2 separate regions of the Sus scrofa genome follow, and region 1 is linked to region 2. Evidence: chromatin contacts called from public HiChIP or PLAC-seq data. All regions are on one chromosome and are shown on one strand. The core of a region is the stretch at or near the end of the contact, and the rest is flanking DNA. Distances in the headings are between cores, read along the strand shown. Region 1 holds the start of LOC110261368. Region 2 holds the start of LOC110261304 (zinc finger protein 558-like).

Region 1 (5,507 bases), core at 2,245-4,744, 190 kb before region 2:
GGAGTTCCCGTCATGGCTCAGAGGAAACGAATCTGACTAGCATCCATGAGCATGCAGGTTCCATCCCTGGCCTCGCTCAGTGGGTCAGGGATCCGGTGTTGCTGTGAGCTGTGGTGTAGGTCACAGATGTGGCTCAGATCTGGCATTGCTGTGGCTGTGGTGTAGGCGAGTGGCTACAGCTCCTATTAGACCCCCGGCCTGGGAATCTCCATATGCCGTGAGTGCAGCCCTAAAAAGCAAAAAATAAAATAAAATAAAAAAATAAATGGATAAACATCAAACAGCTACTGTATAGCACAGGGAACTATATTCCCTATCTTCTAATAACCTACAAAGGAAAATAATATAAAACATACATACATATATAACTGAAACTCTTCACAGTATACCTGAAATTAACCCAATAATGTAAATCAAGTATTCTTTAATCTATGACAGGAAAAGTATTTCCTTGAACATACAGGATATATTCAATTGCAGGTAAACATATAAAATGTTATTTTAAAGTTATGTGGAGTTCCCGTCATGGCGCAGTGGTTGACGAATCCGACTAGGAACCATGAGGTTGCGGGTTCGGTCCCTGCCCTTGCTCAGTGGGTTAGGGATCCGGCGTTGCCGTGAGCTGTGGTGTAGGTTGCAGATGCGGCTCGGATCCCGCATTGCTGTGGCTCTGGCGTAGGCAGGTGGCTACAGCTCCGATTAGACCCCTAGCCTGGGAACCTCCATGTGCCGCGGGAGCGGCCCAAGAAATAGCAAAAAGACAAAAAAAAAATAAAATAAAATAAAGTTATGTGATTCTAGGAGTTCCTCTTGTGGCTCAGCGTGTTAGGAACCGGACAAGGTGTCAGTGAGGATGCACTGGCCTCCCTCAGTGGGTTAAGGATCTTGCATTGTCACAAGCTTTGGCTCAGATCCGGCGTTGCCATGGCGGTGGCACAGGCCTCAGCAGCTCCAATTCCACACCTAACCCAACTTCCATATGCTGCAGGTGCAGCCATAAAAAGAAAAAAATACTTTAAGCTCTTCTCCAGAAGAAACTGGCACAACATTGTAAATCAGCTATACTTTAATTTTAAAAAGCTGTGCTGTTCTGAAAACAAGAAATAATTCTTTCTTCCATTATCGTTTTCCATTTTTTCTTTTTAATTCATTGTTCAGAAGAAAATATTTTTGTCTTAAAATCAAAATTATATTAAAAATACTATATAAGTATCCATATTACAATCTTCATTCTCAAGCATTTACTTTTCTTCAATAAGATGCCTTTCCTAAGTATTTTAAAAAAATTATGCAGTTAGATAAAAATTTTTTTTTTGCTTTTTTATTGTGTCTGTATGCAATGTTGGACACTAAACTTACTGCAGTAATCATTTCAATACATAGAAGTCAGAACATTATGCTGTAAACCTTAAACTCATACAGTGATATGCGTCAGAGACGCTGAAATATAACTCGGGGAAAATGTGATCTTAAGAGGTAAATAAAACCCTTTAGAAAAAAACCCACTGCAATCCACAGCAATTTTTTAAAATGCACTGCTATTTTTTTTTGGCCATGCCCACAGCGTGCCTACGCTCCCCACCAGGGATTGAACCCATGCCACAGCCACAACCAGAGCCACAGCAGGAACAATGAGATATCCTTAACTTGCTGTGCCACCAGGAAACTGCCCCCCCCCTTTATTGCTATTTTTAAAGCGATGTTTAATAACAAAGTATCAGATGGCTTCATTCTCCTGCGTCAGACCCCAGGTTTTGTTCTTGAGTCTCTGGCACTGAGAGCTTGTTGCGTTTGCCCCCCACCCCATGGCTGAATGAGGCGGGGAAAGGAAAAGCTGTTTTGTACGGTTTCAGCATGAAATAACCCGTTCTACCCAGGGAGGGTTTCATATTTCTCATTCTACTTTGTGATACAGAGAAAATTCCAGCTCTTGTTTCCGTAGCAGGCTTATATTAATTCTAATTGCAGAAAATGTTCCCACAGCCAGGCACTGCCCCAGAGCAGCCACCTGGACCAACGTTCCCAACCGCTGAATTGCTTGAGCCGCAGAAGCAGGACGTGTGAGCAAACTGCTGGCAAAATAGCCTTTTTTTTTTTTTTTTTTTTATGGCCTCACCCGCGGCAGATGGAAGTTCCCAGCCAGGGACTGAATCCAAGCCACAGCTGCGACCTATGCCACAGCTGCGGCAACCCACTGCGTCACAGCAGGAACTCCCAAAATAGCTTTTTAATTCAAACCGGTTTGAACTTGTTTAGGAGGAAACGTCTTAGATTCCATGACATCAGTGGTCCACACAAGTAGAAGTTTTTTACCTTAAAAGCAGCCGTGGCAGGAGTTGTGCGGCGGCGCCGCCGAGGCAAGGATCCCGGCTGGCTCTGCCGCAGCGCGGGACCCGGGCCAGGCGCAGTGGGCCCGGGAGTCGCTGTTCTCCGAGGCTGCCTGGGCTGCCCGCCAGGCGCAGCGGGGGGAAGGCTCCCACGGCCGCAGCTGTGGTGTAGGTCGCAGCTGCGGCTCTTATTCGCCCTGCCCCCGAGCGGGAATTTCCATATGCCGCAGGTGCGGCGGGGAAAAAAAAGAAAGAAAGAAAGAAAAACAAACAAAAGCAGTTTCAAAGTCCGCAGAAGCGCGCTCCCCGGCCAGCGCCGGGGCCCCTCGCCCCCGCGCACATCTGGTCTCCCTCCTCCCCCGCCACCCCCGCCCCGGACCCTCCGGCCCGCAGCGCTCAGCGCAGGCCCCGCCCGGAAGCCCCGCCCCTGGCGCTCGGCAGGCGCCTTTTTTCCGGAAGCGGAAGCAGGAGCGGGAGCAGCCGCGGACAGCAGGGAGTGAAGGGAAGGTCCGGCTGGACGGGGTAAGTTTCTCCTTTCTTGTGTAAATGTGTGTTCGCGGTGCGCCTTCCTCCCTCCTCAGGGTGTGGGAGTGACTTCAGGCCTAAGATCCCAGCGCCCGGGCCCCCGCCCCTAGTAGATCCAGATGTTGCCGTTCCTGGTCGGGTTATCTTTTCTTTGGTGTGTGCACTCGCTCTGAGGCTGGTCCCTGCCCTTGGCTTTTCTGCCTTCGGTCCACGTAGAGGCTGTCTTTCTTTCGCTGGGTTCTTTTTCATAAAACCCCGCACTACCTCTGCGGGTCCCCCCCCCCCCGCGCCGGGGTAAACCCCTCTTTCAAGAGGTGGGTTCGGAGCCCCCCCCCGCACCCCCAGACTTTCTGCCCCGCCCCTGGAGGGCAGCTCCAGCCGCCCGGCTCCCGGAGAGTCCGCGTCCTCGCCCTGGTCCTGGGATTCGGGAACCCGCCCTCTCCTGAGACACCCTCCGTCCAGCCCCTCTGTCCTCGCGGCTCCTCAGGCCGGTCCTTCTGTCCCGCAGGCCTCCCCTGCGGAGTCAACCCTTCCCCGCACCCCGCGAAAGGGGAGGTGACCTGGGCCACCGTGTGACGCCCAGTGTTCTACGGTCCCAAATTCCACCCCGCTGGAAAATGTGTTTTTCCAGTAGGCGGGCATTTTATTCAGTCACCATCTCGGTAAATACGTGGGCGATGCGGATCAGGAGAAGCAGAGACAGAAAGCGACTGAGACAAAAATAGAAAACTGAAAAGGAGGAAAGAATGAGGGAAAACCAATGGGGACTTAGAGGATGGGTGAGGGACTTGTAAAGAGGCAGTAAAATGGAATAGATTTAGCTTTGAAAGTCGCAGGTGAATAAAATAGAGAAGTGAGTAAAAAAGCCAGATCTGCAGGAATTGGAAAGCAACTCTTAAAGGGCTAGGGTTTCTTTTAACGGCCTTGAGTGGCAAGAACAAGAAATAAGAAACTTGTCTGAATCCCTCCTGGGACAGTGGGCAGCAGAGGCCTGTCTCTCCCATATGGTGAGGTCTTCCCTGTGTGTGTGTGTGTGTGTGTGTGTGTGTGTGTGCGCGTGTGCACGCAAAAGGGGTAGGTTGATTCTAAGCTTTAAACTGTATCTTTTCAACTTTCAAGATCATCCTCTAAAGACTCACGTGGTCTGAGGAAGAAGCCAGGAAGAGGAGGAAGGCTAAAGACAAGGAGTCAGGAATGGCTTTCTTTCAGGTAAAGTCACATTTTCATTTCATTCTCAGTCTTTCCTTCTTGAAATACCCTTCTTTAGACTCACTCATCTTGTCTGGCCCTAAAGCATCCTGCCTGACAACTGATGTTCACATTCACCTGGCCGGTCCTTCAGGGCCTCTCACCCACTTAGACCTCATCTCCCCTTGACCCAGTGACCTGGAGCTTGTGAAGAGGCCCCCCTGGGCATCATCCTGGGCGGGGCTAGTGGGCAGCAAGGATTGTTTAGGGCTCCAGCTGGATGCACAGTCTGCTCCCTGTCAACCAGGATCAAGAAGCTGCACATGGAAGTCAGGTATTAATATGCACAATACCTGGTAAACGCTAGAAATTAGGTTAATTAGGGGAAATTTGTTCTGACTTTACCTAAAGCAATCGAAGGTAAGTGATTGACTTTAAATATTAATGATGGGAATGGAATCAAAAGTTCAGCAGTTCCCATTGAGGCTCAGTGGTTCACGAATCCGACTAGGAACCACGAGGTTGTGGGTTCGATCCCTGGCCTCGCTCAGTGGGTTAAGGATCCGACTTTGTCATGAGCTGTGGTGTAAGTCACAGACGTGGCTCAGATCCCGAGTTGCTGTGGCTCTGGCGTAGGCCGGCAGCTACAGCTCAGATTAGACCCCTAGCCTGGAAACCTCCATATGCAGCAGGAGCGGCCCCAGAAAAAGGCAAAAAGACAAAAGAAAAAGAAAAAAGAAAGTTCAGAAACAGAAGTGGTGGAGGGTCTTTTTTTCTATCCTCAAATATAAATTATGAAGTCAACCTAAATCTCATGACAGTTGGAAAGTCTTTAAATCACTTTCATCATCTCCATTCCTCAGAGGTTACCTTTTCACTTTGTGTGTTGTGTACTTTTTTTTCATCTTTTCTTTTTAAGGCCGCACCTGCAGCATATGGAAATTCCCACGCTAGGGATTGAATCGGATTTGCAGCTGCCCGCCTACACCACAGCCACACAGCAAGACCAGATCCAAGCTGCACCTGTGACTTATGCTGCAGCTTGTGACAGCACCGGGTCACACCCACAGCCTCATGGATCCTAGTCGGGTTCTTAACCTGCTGAGCCATAGCCAGAACACCTGTGTATTGTATACTTTGACACAGAAATTTTTACCATTGCAAGTTTGAGTCCAGCTTCATTCTTTTGCGGGTAGATCTAGTTTCTGAGTACCATTCATTAATTGAGACCGACCTTTGCCCTTTTTGTGGACTTGGTATCTTCATCAGTACAATTTACACACATTCCAAGAATCAGTCCTTCCTTCCTTCCTTTCCTTCTTTCTTCCCTCCCTTCCTCCCTCCCTCCTGCCCTTCTTTCTTCCTTCCTTCCCCCCCTGACTTTTCTTTTTCTGCACAGCGTATGTACACCACAGCACTGACAGCAGCCAGAGCCGTAACAATGCCAGATCCGTAATCCTCTAGCCA
Region 2 (4,979 bases), core at 1,310-3,809:
CCGTCCTGCTATAAAATACCAGAAAACACTCTAAGCTCTAATATCTAGTGCATTCATGAACGGAGTAACACACATGACGACACCTCAAGAACTCTAGATGCAAGACACCCTATTTTAATTCACAGCAACTGAGCCTGAATACTGTAATCTCCAAATCTCATAATAAAAGCGAGACGTCTCTAATGATGCATATGCCCCAGTGAGACCACATTTCTTCCAAGGAAACACTCCAGATTCTTTAAAAAAAAAAAAAATTTTTTTTTTGGCAGGGGGAACGACCAGATTCTCTTTTGGTTATTTAAAAGTGTATCTAAGGAGACAAAAAAGAAAAAAATTAAAAAAAAAAAAGTGTATCTAAAACTTTCTTCCCTTGTAACCTCAAATACTCAGATATCAAAGGTAACCCATAAAATGATCTGAGATCTTCCCTACATTACTTTTTCTTTTTTTTTTTTGTCTTTTTGTCTTTTTTTTGTTGTTGTTGTTGCTATTTCTTGGGCCGCTCCCACGGCATATGGAGGTTCCCAGGCTAGGGGTCGAATCGGAGCTGTAGCCACCAGCCTACGCCAGAGCCACAGCAACGCAGGATCCGAGCCGCGTCTGCAACCTACACCACAGCTCACGGCAACGCCGGATCCTTAACCCACTGAGCAAGGGCAGGGACCGAACCCGCAACCTCATGGTTCCTAGTCGGATTCGTTAACCACTGCGCCACGACGGGAACTCCCCTACATTACTTTTTCTAGTTCTGCTTTCCCTCCCAATACTATAACTTGCATCTACTAACCCCAAACTCCCAGTCTATCCCGTTCCCTCCCCTCCCCCATATTACTGTTAATTCTACAATGATTCTTGACCTTCCAAAGATCCAACACAAGTCACTTGCGGAGTGGAGGCTGTGGAACACCCTCTAGACATGTAGCCTAAGGACAAAGCACCCATCTTCCTGCACCCAAGCATCCTCATAGGCTCACAACCCTGGCTGAAAATATTTCTGAACCTAAATCCACTTCCTTCATTCCCCCTCACACATGACCATAAAAAAACCCAAATAAACCAATGCATGGAAACCCTCAGTTTCAGCAATGTCCCAGTGAACTTAAGCTAAGACACTATGGCACCTTAAACCATGCAATGAACCCTGCCACCCATAAACCAACATGAAGGGCTCCAGCCAGAACCGAGACGATGCTTTTGCCAACAGTTCCACATGCCTCTTGAACCCAAAACGAACAGGTACACACACCGTTCACGGGGCTCATGCCCACACTTGCCGCCACATTCCTTCTGCAGACCCTTACAGGGTGCTCTTCTTACCTGTCACCTTGCCTCTCCCCGAATTCCTTCTGCGCTGAGGCATAAAGAACCTGAGCCTCATTAAGTCTTGAGACCATGTGTGCGATTTCAATTAAAAGACAGAGGTTTCACCTCTATCCCTGTTACACTGTCTTCCTCCCAAATCTCCAGCACTCCAGGTGGCTCCCTGCTCTCTTCCTGTTTTTCTAGGCACGGGTCCTCTTTCTCTCCCAGCAACTGTGGCTCAGAAGGCCACGGTTCCAACACTTTTATCCTCGCCCCAAACCTCCTTGGGTGAAGTGCCTCCTCACTGTTGTCCTCCCTCCCTCCTACTGTTGATCCAGGTATCCCCTAAGTTGCTCTTCAATCCTTAAAGGTCAGGCTTTTTAATTTACTTCTCTATTTTATTCACCTGCCACAGTCAAGACTCAATTGCTTTCATTTCACTGTCTCTTTACAGGTCCTCAGCCATCCTCTATGTTCCCACCAGTTCGCTCTCATTCTTTCCTCCCCAGTTTTTCTATTTCTCTCGCAGTTATTGTCTCTGCTTCTTCTGATACTTTTCGCCCACGTATTTTCATGGGATGGTGACTGAATAAGATGCCCGCCTACCGGAAGTGGCCGTTTTCCAACACTGGGTGTCACAGGGTGGCCCAGGTCCTCTCTTCCAGTGCGGGGAAGGGCTGACTACGCAAGTGAGGCCCTCAGGGCAGAAGGACCGGCCTGAGGAGCCGCGAGGGCAGAGGGGATGGAGGGAGGGAGGGAGGGTGTCTCCGGAGAGGGCGGGCTCCCGAATCCCAGGACCAGGGCGAGGACGCGGCCTCTCCGGGAGCGGGGCGGCCGGCACTGCCCTCTAGCAGCGGGGGGCGAAATGGGGGCTCGGATACTCCTCGCAGTAGACTTTACGTAAGGGGGCAGGAGGTAGTAAAGGATTTTAAGCAAGAAAACGTCGCGAAAAGCGGTATCTGCGTGGACCGAAAGCGGTAAAGCCGAGGACTCTGGGACCAGGCACAGCGCAATTTAAAACTCAAAGGAACACATACCCGAGCTATAAGGACGACGCCAGGATTTACTTGGGGGCGGAGGGCCGGGTTGCTGGGATTTTAGATTCCTAGCGACTTCCAAGACCCTGAGGGTGGAGTTACGGGGATGGCGAAACACACCTTTACACTGCAAAGGAGAAACTTACAGCGGAACCCTCTCCGCGTTCTCCGCGTCTGGTCCCCCGAGAAACTACGCATGCGCAAAGCTAGAGGCGGGGCTTCCGGTGTCGGGACCTGGGCGGAGTGCTACCGGCGAGGGGCGGGGCGAGGACGGAGCCCTGGTCTGCGAAGGGAGCGCGGGGGCGGGGTAGGGATGTCATACCCCCGTACCTTGAAACTGCTTATTTTTTCAGTGAACTGTTGGAAGACAAGACTGCGAGTCGCAAGTTGAAGCTAGAAAACAGGGGTAGCCCAAGCTGTCCAGTGTGACCTTTGCTCCACACTACTTCCCGTCTAAAAAAAGACTGCGCGTGCGCGGAGTGAGGTCGCTCATGGAGCAGAGCCCCGTGGAGGAAGGGGCGGGGCGTGGGGAACCTGGACTTCCGGAAGGAACCCGAGAGCGAGGGAGGGGCGCCCCTAGGGGCGTGGCCTGCCTGGCTCTCCGCCTCCCTCTCAAGTTAACAGCTTCAGGGTTTAGAAATGCTTGAGGTTCTGTGTGTCTTGTGAGGGAGCAATGCGTCCTGCTTAGGTTACTGTCTCTAGCAGTTTTACAATAAAAGCTTACAGTTGTGTGGGCCACTTCTTTTGCTAGTTAAAGACGTTTTCTTTTTTTTTTTTTGTCTTTTTGCCATTTCTTGGGCCGCTCCTGTGGCATATGGAGGTTCCCAGGCTAGGGGTCCAATCAGAGCTATAGCCACAGGCCTACACCACAGCCACAGCAACGCGGGGATCCGAGCCGCGTCTGCCACCTACACCACAGCTCACGGCAACACCGGTTCCCTAACCCACTGAGCAAGGTCAGGGATCGAACCCGCAACCTCATGGTTCCTAGTCGGATTCGTTAACCACTGAGTCTCCACAGGAACTCCATTAAGACGTTTTCTTCTTAAGGTGAAAGCAGTTTAAGTCAAAAGCTATTTTTACCAGCAGGTTGGATGCTCCTCCTGAAGTGAGAGAACTGGGATCTCAGTGAGGCGTTGCTGTCGGGTGTGCTTGGATCCAGGAACATTTTCTCAATTAGAATTAACTTAAGCATTTAAAATAAATGATTGGAGTTATCTGTGTAGGGATTAAAAGCTAGAATGTGAAATACAAAACTCTCCCTGGGTAGAATGGGACATTTAATACTAAGCCCTGTGAACAGCACTTCGTTTCTATTTTCCATTAACCCAGGGGGCTAAATTCAACACTGTGTTTAGTTTTTCAGGGACTTTTAAGGGAATAAGGCATGTGACAGTTTAGGTCCCTAATCATTGCTTTGAAAAAGAGCAGAATTTGGAGTTCCCATTGTGTTTCAGCGGGTTAAGAACAAGACTAGGGAGTTCCCGTCGTGGCGCAGTGGTTAACGAATCCGACTAGGAACCATGAGGTTGCGGGTTGGATTCCTGGCCTTGTTCAATGGGTTAAGGATCCGGCGTTGCCATGAGCTGTGGTGTAGGTGGCAGACGCGGCTTGGATCTTGCGTTGCTGTGGCTCTGGCGTAGGCTGGCAGCTACAGCTCTGATTAGCCCCCTAGCCTGGGAACCTCCATATGCCAAGGGAGCGGCCCAAGAAATGGCAAAAAGACAAAAAAAAAAAAAAAAAAAAAAAAAGAAGAAGAGTAGTATCCATGAGGATGCAGGTTAAATATCTGGCCTCACTCAGTGGATTAAAGGATCCAGCATTGCCTTGAGCTGCAGTGTAGGTAGCAGATATAGCTCAGATCTGGCGTGGCTGTGGTGTAGACCATGGTGTAGGCTGGCAACTGCAGCTCCTATGTGACCCCTAGCCTGGGAACTTCCATATGCTGCAGGTGTGGCCCTAAAAAAAAAAAAAAAAAAGGAATTTTTTTTCCCATTGTGGCTCAGCAGGTTAAGAACCAGACATAGTGTCTGTGAGGCTGTGGGTTCTATCCCTGGCCTTGATCAGTGGGTTAATATCCAGAGTTGTTGCAAGCTGTGGTGTAGGTCTCAGATGGGGCTTGGATCTGGTGTGGCTGTGGCTGTGGTATAGGCTGGCCATAGCTCCAATTCTACCCCTAGCCTGGGAACCTCCATATGCTGCAGGTGTGGCAGTAAAAAAGAAAAAAAAAAGCAGAATTTTAAAATGCACTGTATACATTTGTTGACAAAAATAAGATCAATAGTCTAAGGAAGAAGTAGATTATTTTATCTGAGCCAGCTGAGGATCATAAACCAAGAGGCAGTCTCTCAGACGCAAGGATGATTCAAAATTCAAAAATCAATCAATATGAACACCACACCAATAGAATGAAGGGGGGAAAAAACCCTGATTATCTCAACTGATGCAGAAAAAGACATTTAACAAATTTCACAAATATTCAAGATGCATGCACTCAACTAGGAAGCACAGACCACCTCACGTTATAAAAGCCATATATGAAAGCACACAGTTAACATCAAAATCAACAGTGAAAAACTGAAAGCTTCACCTCTAAGATCAGGAAAAAGGCAAGGTTGCACATTCCCCACTCTGCTATTC

What was found. HiChIP or PLAC-seq counts read pairs in DNA pulled down with a chosen protein or histone mark.
Region 1: a contact with region 2 is called in an H3K27ac HiChIP or PLAC-seq map of alveolar macrophages. The contact joins the promoter of LOC110261368 here to the promoter of LOC110261304 in region 2. A contact is called at or near these places in 2 of 47 Hi-C or Micro-C datasets (embryonic fibroblasts and heart right ventricle) and 1 of 2 datasets of contacts at active chromatin or transcription factors (alveolar macrophages).

The regions. Positions count from the first base shown.
Region 1 is chr6:57,255,384-57,260,890 of Sscrofa11.1, reverse strand. LOC110261368 reads right to left here and starts at 3,494. Exons shown (of 3, transcript XM_021097569.1): 1 at 3,413-3,494; 2 at 2,314-2,900. The coding sequence starts at 3,494. It overlaps LOC100624467 (zinc finger protein 347), which reads left to right and starts at 2,346. Exons shown (of 4, transcript XM_021097261.1): 1 at 2,346-2,849; 2 at 3,972-4,061. The coding sequence starts at 4,047.
Region 2 is chr6:57,062,275-57,067,253 of Sscrofa11.1, reverse strand. It overlaps LOC110261304 (zinc finger protein 558-like), which reads right to left and starts at 2,559. Exons shown (of 4, transcript XM_021097282.1): 1 at 2,460-2,559. The coding sequence starts at 2,537.